Regions from separate parts of the Sus scrofa genome. Here region 2 is linked to region 1. The links are chromatin contacts, called in public Hi-C maps. All regions are on one chromosome and are shown on one strand. Each heading gives the region's core, a stretch centred on a gene start, on an enhancer-like site or on the middle of the called end of the contact. The rest is flanking DNA. Distances are from core to core; before and after follow the strand shown.

Region 1 (4,385 bases), core at 286-2,785:
GCTTTGCTCAGTGGGTTAAGGATCCCACTGAGCATTGCTGCGAGCTGTAGTATAGGTTGCAGAGGCAGCTCGGATCCTATGTTGCTGCGGCTGTGGCATAGACCAGCGGCTATAGTTCTAATACGACCCCTAGCCTGGGAATCTCCATATGCCATGAGTACAGCCCTAAAAAGACAAAAAAAAAAAAAAAAAAAAAAAAAAGAAAAGAAAGAAAGAAAGAAAGAAACTGTCAAAAGTCATACAAAATCAATCCTGTATCTCTGCACATTCTCACTTCCTTCCTTCTTGATGCTAAAGAATGTTCCTTTCTTCTCAAGCCAACTGCTCTATAAATAAATGTGAATTAATGAACAAGTGAAATAAATGGGAGATGAAACTGTATAAAGGCATATATGTATTCAAATATGAGGGATGGAGTTCCCATCGGGGTCTAGCGGAAACGAATCCACTAGGAATCATGAGATTGCGGGTTCAATCACTGGCCTCGTTCAGTGAGTTAAGGATCAAGCATTGCCAAGAGCTGTGGTGTAGGTTGCAGGTGTGGCTCAGATCCCAAGTTACTGTGGCTATGGTGTAGGCCAGCAGCTGTAGCTCCCATTGTACCCCTAGCCTGGGAAACTCCACATGCCACAAGTGCAGCCCTAAAAAAAAAAAAAAAAAATTGTAAGTTTTCAATTAGCAACTTCTGAGTGGCAGGATAAAATCTCGAGAACATTCTCCCAGTCCCACCCAGGCGGTGAAACTTCCCAGCATATCCCACCTGTTAGTCACTTAGTAGTCAACCACATTATCAGATCAGCTGTTGTGTATTGCAGGGAACTCTTATTTTACTTAATAATGGCCCAAAAGTGCAAGAGTTATGATGCTGGCAATTCAGAGATACCTGAGAGGAGCCATAAAGTGCTTCATTTAAGTGAAAAGGTGAAGCTCTCAAAGTGATAAGGAATGCAGAAAAATCCTATGCTGAAGTTGTCAACATCTATGGTAAGAATGAATCATTCCCCCCCCCATGAAAATGTAAAGGAGGAAAAAAGAAATTTATGCTAGTTTTGCTATTTCACCTCACACTACAAAAGTTACCATCATGGTGCATTGTGAGTGCTCAGTTAAGATGGGAAAGGCACTGGATTTGTAGAATAAAATATTCTAAGAGGGAGAGAGAGAAAGAGACCACATTCCATAATGTGTATTTATTATTTATTACAGTGTATTTTTTTATTATTAGTTATTGTAATCTCCTATTGTTCCTGATTTATAAATTAAACATTATCATAGGTATGTATGTACAGGAAAAAACACAGTTTATATAGGGTTTGATACTGACCACGGTTTTCAGCAACTACTGAAGGTCTTTGAATGTATTCCCCACAGATGAGGGGGAACCGCTGTTGCATTTTATGTCTGATTAGGAGTGGTTCAGCTGCAAAATATAAATCACCTGATTTGGAGGTCCAGACAAACAGGGATTTGTTCATCTTATGTAACAAGAACTCAGGAGGTAGGAGGTTGCTGGCCTCGGTTCTGGGCTCTGCAACATGGAAGCTGATACCCCTGCAGCTCACATTGCCCTTTCTTCAAGATCATAAGCCATTGCTGCAGTTCTTGCTCCGAGGCCATGCTGAAAGCAGAAAGAAGCGTGTAGGGTCAACGGGCTTCAGCTTAGGCCTTAATGGCCAGAATTGTGTTGTGCAGTTATTCTCTCTGAAAGTAAAATAATGAAGGAGAATATTTAATTTTATAATCGCTAAAATGTATGGGCAAAAGAAGTGCCATGGCTCCTGATTTTTTTTTTTAATATAGTCTTGTGGGAATGGTGTTCCATAGATCTTGGGGAGGAATAAATAATGGAGCACCAGAGGCAATTTTAGATATGGGTATTATTTTGCTCAAGCAGTAGCATGAAGACCTCATGTAATTAGGAGATCAAAAGAAGAAAAGCTTTTAAAGGAGAAAAAAATGATTTTACAGAGAAGTAGGAGGGGAGCTAAGTAAGTATAGTGTTACATAAATCTCAGTATAATAGTTTTCAATGCAGAAGGAATGAAAAAGAATGTTAATGCCTTAAAAAGACAGAAGAGTCTATTTCAATAGACTAGTGGGTAGAATAGGCATAGGGCAGGAAATAATAGCAGTTAGAGAGGATAGGTCATTTGAGAAGTTTAAATGTGGGAGAAGGAAATTGGACTGGTTTACCTGAAGTCAAAACATCAGGAAGACCCCAGTATAAAAAAAATCTCTCTGAAAATTTACCATTAGAGAATTATTTATTAAACTTTACCACTTTCTGAAACATAAATATACTTTTATTTATATCAGGTAATTATATACTGTGGCCAAGAAAGCAAAGTATAATGTAAAGCAATAATGCTAAATGCCAGACATCGTACAAAAAAAAAAGTTTCCACCAAGAAATATACAGTATCTTTAAGATAAGGTAGAAGAGAAATTCCCATTGTGGCACAGCAGAAACGAATCTGACTAGTATCCATGAGGATGCAAGTTCAATCCCTGGCCTTGCTCAGTGGGTTAAGGATCTGGCGTTGCTGTGAGTGGTGGTGTAGGTTGTAAATGCAGCTCAGATCTCGAGTTGCTGTGACTGTGGCGTAGGCCAGCAACTGCAGCTCTGATTTGACCCCTAGCCTGGAACCTCCATATGTCGTGAATGTGGCCCTAAAAAGAAAAAAAGAGAAAAGGTAGAAGAGGGGTTGTTCTTGAAAGTACCAGCTTCACCAATTTGCCCAAGATGTATAGTTTCAGAAAGACTGCAAACCATAAAATCAAGATCCATCTGTATAGTACATAATCTATTGTTTTACCAGCACAAAATTATTTGGGGAAAATGACAACTCAACAGATAGGACATTACTCCAAGCAATAAAGAAGATGGTTTAATGTTTAGCTATGAAAGCTTCCCTTTTTCTTTTTTTCATCTGACACAGCTGTTTTTATCTATTTTATGTATTTGGGTTCCACATAACACTTGGCTATATGCTACAGGGTTTGTTTTTTTGGGGAAAAGGAAAGCTCTAAAAGAAGCTTTAGACCTCTTCCTTGTTTTTTTTTTTGTTGTTGTTGTTTGTTTGTTTTGTTTTGTTCTTTAGGGCTGCTCCCACAGCATATGGAAGTTCCAAGGCCAGGGGTCGAATCGGAGCTACAGCTGCCAGCCTGTGCCACAGCCACAGCAAACCAGATCTGAGCCTCGTCTGTGACCTACACCACAAACTCATGGCAATGCCAGATCCTTTAAGATCCTTGCCAGATCTTGAGCAAGGCCAGGGATCAAACCCAAATCCTCATGGATACTACTATTCAGTTTCGTTACCATTGAGCCACAAAAGAAACTCCCTTCGTTTTTTAGGTGAAATTTTCTGCATTTTTCAGATGACAGGTATTTCTGGGGAAGGACTTTTTTATACTCTCGACTCAAATGAATTAACAAGCATGTAATCCTGAGACTGTGTTTTAATGAATGTCAGCACTTTATTTATAACACAGCCTTCAAAAGCTTACACCCAGTAAAAACTACACTCTCTGGTGGGCATGTTCACGACAAGCTGCAACCTTTGCCAGAGGATGAAAGAGGGACCTAGGCATTCAGTCATAACAAGCCGCTTGTCTCAGGCAGAAAATGACACAGGGTATTGTCTCCTTCACTTAACTCCTGGGGTGTTGGCACCATTTGCAGTTTCTAGGCCTTTCTAATTATAGATGGGCTGTCACATTGCCTCCACCTGCACCCTTAACAATAAGAATATTCAGCAGTGAACATTATCAAAGACCTTTCCAGCTTGAACTAATTAATTCATCCAATTCTAGCCATCTGGGACAGATAGTACTAGTATCCAGGTTTTATAGACACAGAAAACTTCAAAAGCAGTTTCTTCAAGGTCATATAGTAATTGGAATGGGGCCAGGAGTATATCTTAGAAGTATTACGTTTTTGAGTTCATTGGAAGATGACCTTACTGTTTAGACATAGGGGTAATTTGATTTTTTTTCTTCCGGGTGCTAAACAGAGACCCTTTTGTTGGATATATATTCACTCTTGCGTCTCTTCTGTGGCTTCTCTCACCAAAGAATGATTATGCTTAGGAATTATCACGCATGTCATGATTCTTTGGAATCCCAGGTGGTTTTTTAAGCTCTTAAAGGTGGTTAACGTATGCCAGCTGTTTCCTCTCTTTTACTCTTCTCCTTTGATTACACCTACTGTATCTCTTTTCAGCTGAGTGATATTAGAAGACAGAGGTCTTGAAACGTAAAATGAGACCTCAGGAAAGTCAGCGAACTATAAAGGCTTCGCTGTCCTTTCCTGGTGACCAACTAACCAACTGAGATTCTTAAGAATCCTGTACTCCAGAGTTCCCATCGTGGCTCATTGGAAA
Region 2 (4,377 bases), core at 1,812-4,311, 51 kb before region 1:
AATACATAACCAGCATCTGACAATGCATAAAAACTAATGTTTAAAATAATTTTAGATGGCTAAAAAACAAAACAAAAACAAAAACTCCAGTCAAAAGTATACATAATAAGCTCAAAAAGTAGAGGAGTTTGTGAATTAAAAAAAAAAAAAGCCAATTAATAGAAAAGTTGTAGAGGATGACTTAAGATTAAATGACTCTGGAACAAGAAGCTATCCAAATAGTTGTTATAGGACACAGTTAAATTCAATGGGCTGAAGAAATTCTGTGAAGACAAAGACATTTTGAATGGTACTGCATAAACTATTCTAGTATTTAATAATTAGGAATAATATGGCTTTTTTCTAACAAAAGTAGGAAAGCATACCAAATTGGCAGGCTTTTTAAAAAGCAGGAGAAACAGGGCAGCAAACCTGGACTGTTTACTACATAGAGAGAGCCCTCAACCATGCACTGGTATTTTGATAGCAGCCTCCATCATAAAGTCCTCTACTATAATAGGAAGACCAACAACATATATAATGATGTCAAATTACCTGTTTAGAAACTAGTTTTTGCTTTCCTACTTCAGGCTGCAAAGCTGCTGTCGGCTTATGATTTAAAAAAACAAACACTTCAGTAAATTCTATACTTACACTATGAAGCACAGAATAACAAACACTATATTTATAGCCTAAAGTATGTCTAGAAAATCGACAGGAAAGGAAAAATTTATTAATATTTTAAACTCAACTTACTTTAATCCTTTAGGAATACAATGTGGTATACATAAATGTTTAAATCCTCCAAACGTGTAAGATTCTACCAAATAACAATGTGATATCTTAATATCTACTAATGCAATTATCATGTAAAGATCCATGCCAAAGCTTTATTCTTCGGATTGATCAAGTCATTAACTCCCTGTCACTCAAAACTACTGCAGAACTTTGCATACTCGTTATTGAAAAAATTTTATTTTTTTCATAAAGCTAGCTAGCTACTTTATTAAAACAAAACAAAAACAAAACCCTCGACGCTACATAAACACAAGGTTTACTTTTCAAGGTTTACTTTCTTAGTTTCAAAAACTAAGAATTACAATGGTTTCCAGTGGCCCTCACTGGGAAGGTGAAAGGGAAAGAGAGGAGCAGGTGCACCCGAAGCTTTACAACACCCACTCCAGTAACCAGAGAATACCAGAAGGCGGAGTCTGGAAGGTAGTTATGGGGCGGGGGTGGAAGGGGCACTCAGAAAGCCCGCTTCTTCTGACGCCAAAACACGATCCGTCACCCACAGAACCCAAGACACAGACAGACCTCGAATCGGTCCAAAAAAAAAAAAAAAAAAATCCAGACATGGCGATCGTGACGAAATTGAGGCGCGGGCGGCGGGATTAAAAATTCGGCCGGTCCACCTCCCAAGCAGGACTTTCCACCTAATTCCCAAACGTCAGTTTCTGCAAAGCTAGCAACGTTCCCCAAATCCCACTTGGCATTTAGTTTTCCCCTCTCTGGGCCGATCCGAACTGACCTGCAGTCAGGGATGGCGGGGGGAGGGAAGAGCTAGGAAATTTAACATTCCCGTCGCCAGCATAAAACCCCTCTTGGCCAAACTCAGGAACGCCTCCCCCGGCCCTTCCGCTCCAAGAACACCCGAGACAGCAAAAACGCCGCTGCTCACAGCCCAACCCCCAAATCGCGTCGCTCCTCATCCGCCCTTCGCCACCCCAAATTCTGGACATCCAGAGCCCCACAGAATGGAATCTAGGGGGAAGAGGGGAGAGCAGAAGCGCAGTGATGAAGGCCCCTGGCTATGAAAAACTAGACTCCCCGCCCCTGGCAATCAAACCGCAGCCCCCTACTCCGTTTCCTCCCCTCGCAACGGACATTCCTGGAACTCCCGAGGCGCAGGGCGGCCTCCTCCGCGGGCAAGAAAGAGAGAGGGGCGGGGAGGCTAGAAGGGAGTTCCGAAAACGCCACTGCGTCTCCAGAAGCGTACCCCGAGATTGCGTCGGTCCGTCCGGAGTAGGGGCGGGCTGCCTGCCCAGCAGACTGGAAGCAAGAGGACCCAGGAGCCCAGACCCAGGCCCTCCAGGGTCAAGCGTGTCAGGGCCGTCGCTCTCCCGCCCAGAGCCGCGCTACCCTCGGTTGCCAAGGGCTGAGGACGCGCAGGCATTACCTGTAAACGAAGCACAAGCTCCTGCCAAGAGCGGAGGAGCGGTCGCTCCCACGCCCCGCCACCGGCAGCGGTCTTCCCTTCGAGTCCGAGCCAGGGAGAGTCCCCAAGTTCCCTGGCTGCTCAGGGCCCAATGGCCGCCTCTTCTACTTCAGCTACTCGGCGCCAACCGCCGCAGCCACCGCCATCTTAGGATCTCATTGTGGTGGGAGAAGAGGGGCGGGGGGACTGCAGAGGGGCAACGGGAGGGGAGACATGCGCCGTCTCCGCGGCAACGGCCGCGCGGGGGCGAAACTCGCCCGGGCGGGAGCTACAGTGTGATCCACGCTCTAGACTGGAGTCATGTGATCCGCTGGAGTCTATGGTGTCACCTCTGGCAGCGGTGCCTATTGCACAAACGAGCCACTGGAGACTACATATCCCAGAATGCCAGGTCAACCTGAGGTTATACGCGCCCGCTCAGCCGCCCGAAAGAAATGACTACAAGTCCCAACATGCTGTGCGCTTCGGGCGCCGATCGCCCTGCCAGGGGCTGGAGGCCCTGACGGAAGTGGGTTGACTTCCGCCTCAGGCAGCTGGGAAATGCGCGGAGGCGCGTAGTGGTTTCCGTGGGGCTTCCAGCTCCGGGTTGTGCTTGCTGGAAAGGAAAGACTAAAGACTAAAGCTGGGCATCGCTCTCCTGTTCCCTGTCCACCAAGAGCTTCCTCACAGGAAGGTTGAAAACAAAAGCGCCCGTGCAATCTGGTCCTAAGTTTACACGTGAGGAAAATCCCATGAGTTAATTGGAGGAACATCATACAGCTGGTCAAGGATAGAGTCACACATGTTAATAATTAACACCGCCTTGGATTAATGCCCTACTTTTTCCTTTGAAGAACCAGCTGACCTTCATCAAAATTTAGTATCCAGAAGTTTTCTCTAAGACTATGGTCTTTGAATTCTTTTTTTATTCTTCTCTCAGCAGCGACACTTTTAAGGTTAGTTTATTTACACATTCTCCCTTAAAATGCTAGGGAATGCAAATTTGTTCGCGGGAAGCATAGTGAAGTCAAACAGAGAAATCATTTTGGAGCAGAGAAAAGTTAATTTTAGGGCCATGCAAAGAGAAGGGTGGCTCGTGCTGCTAAAACATGGAACTCTGTAAAGAGTTTTGGCAAAGCATTTTTAAAAGCCAGGTAAGGGAAGGGAGTTGCAGGGTGTGTGTTCAGCTCCTGCACAGCTCTCTGGTTGAAGGTGAAGTAACAGCGTGGTGTCTTCCGGGTTGACATCAATCCTTAGGCTCCAGGAGGCTAGAGGGCCATGGGCTCATTGTCATCAAGTAGTTAACATCGTGCGTTTTGTGGGAGGTTTTCACATCTGTAAAACAACTCTGAAAATGTGCATCAGATACTGTTATCTAGGTACTTCAGAGAGGAGCTAAAGCAGAGGATATGGGGGGAAAGACGTGCCCCCAAGGCCCCACAGGGTCCTACTTCATTACAAACCCCAAAAATATGGTCAAGTGACAACGCCTGTGTGGCTATCTGAAAATTTTGAAATGCTAGTCAATTTTTCTTGCATGCAAGGACATTGTTTTTTTAAGACCGTTTGTAATTGTGGGATAATTTTGTTTTACGCAAAATAAGAATAGGAAGAATGAAGAATGGCATCTGGGTTCCAACAGCAAATTGTTCTGTTACCAATAGAAATTTTTTCACAAAAGCAGTTAATAGAACTGCATCTCAGTACATAATTCAGATAAAACCCTTCCTGCTGCTGTAATTTGCAGCTGAATCCAGGTTCCATTCCAGTACAGTGATCTTTGACACTGTTTATTTGTCATACTTTTTTTTGGCCAGAGTGTGTAGTGGCTTGACATGGGATCTCAGTTCCCAGACCAAGGACTGAATCCATGCCATAGTGGTGAAAGCACTAAGTCCTAACCACTAGACTACTAGGGAACTCCCTGAGGTACATTTTAAAATACTTTCTGTATGTCTAATAGTGCTAATTACTTAGGTAACAAAAGCATAGTCCATGCCCTTTAAAAGCAAATATTTTAGTGAATGATGAAGAAATAGGATATGATATAAATCAATTCTGTTTTGTAAGAAAACTCAGAGCACAGAGCAGCTAATGGATTGTATTTACTGTAGTCCACCGTGCCTTAGGCCTCATTGTAATTCCACCGTGCTCTAAGATCTTGGATAAGTTACTTAACCTTTCTGAGCTTCAATTTGCCT

What was found. A called contact is a pair of places that touch in the nucleus more often than the background predicts.
Region 2: a contact with region 1 is called in a Hi-C map of skeletal muscle, with 4 times the contacts expected there. The contact joins the promoter of FGL1 here to the enhancer-like site in region 1. A contact is called at or near these places in 10 of 47 Hi-C or Micro-C datasets (embryonic fibroblasts, epiblast stem cells, fetal heart ventricle and 4 more) and 1 of 2 datasets of contacts at active chromatin or transcription factors (skeletal muscle).

Annotation. Positions count from the first base shown.
Region 1 is chr17:5,542,906-5,547,290 of Sscrofa11.1, reverse strand. FGL1 (fibrinogen-like protein 1) reads left to right here. Exons shown (of 8, transcript XM_021077952.1): 8 at 1-360. Among named protein-coding and RNA genes, the nearest start is that of MTUS1, 38 kb to the right of the region's middle. Within about 2 kb of position 1,535, at least 1 of the 83 cell types and tissues checked has an H3K27ac peak or open chromatin away from gene starts, as enhancers often do. A contact at or near this core is called in skeletal muscle, where this site is marked.
Region 2 is chr17:5,595,118-5,599,494 of Sscrofa11.1, reverse strand. FGL1 (fibrinogen-like protein 1) reads left to right here and starts at 3,061. Exons shown (of 8, transcript XM_021077952.1): 1 at 3,061-3,132. It overlaps PCM1 (pericentriolar material 1 protein), which reads right to left and starts at 2,496. Exons shown (of 41, transcript XM_021077917.1): 1 at 2,159-2,496.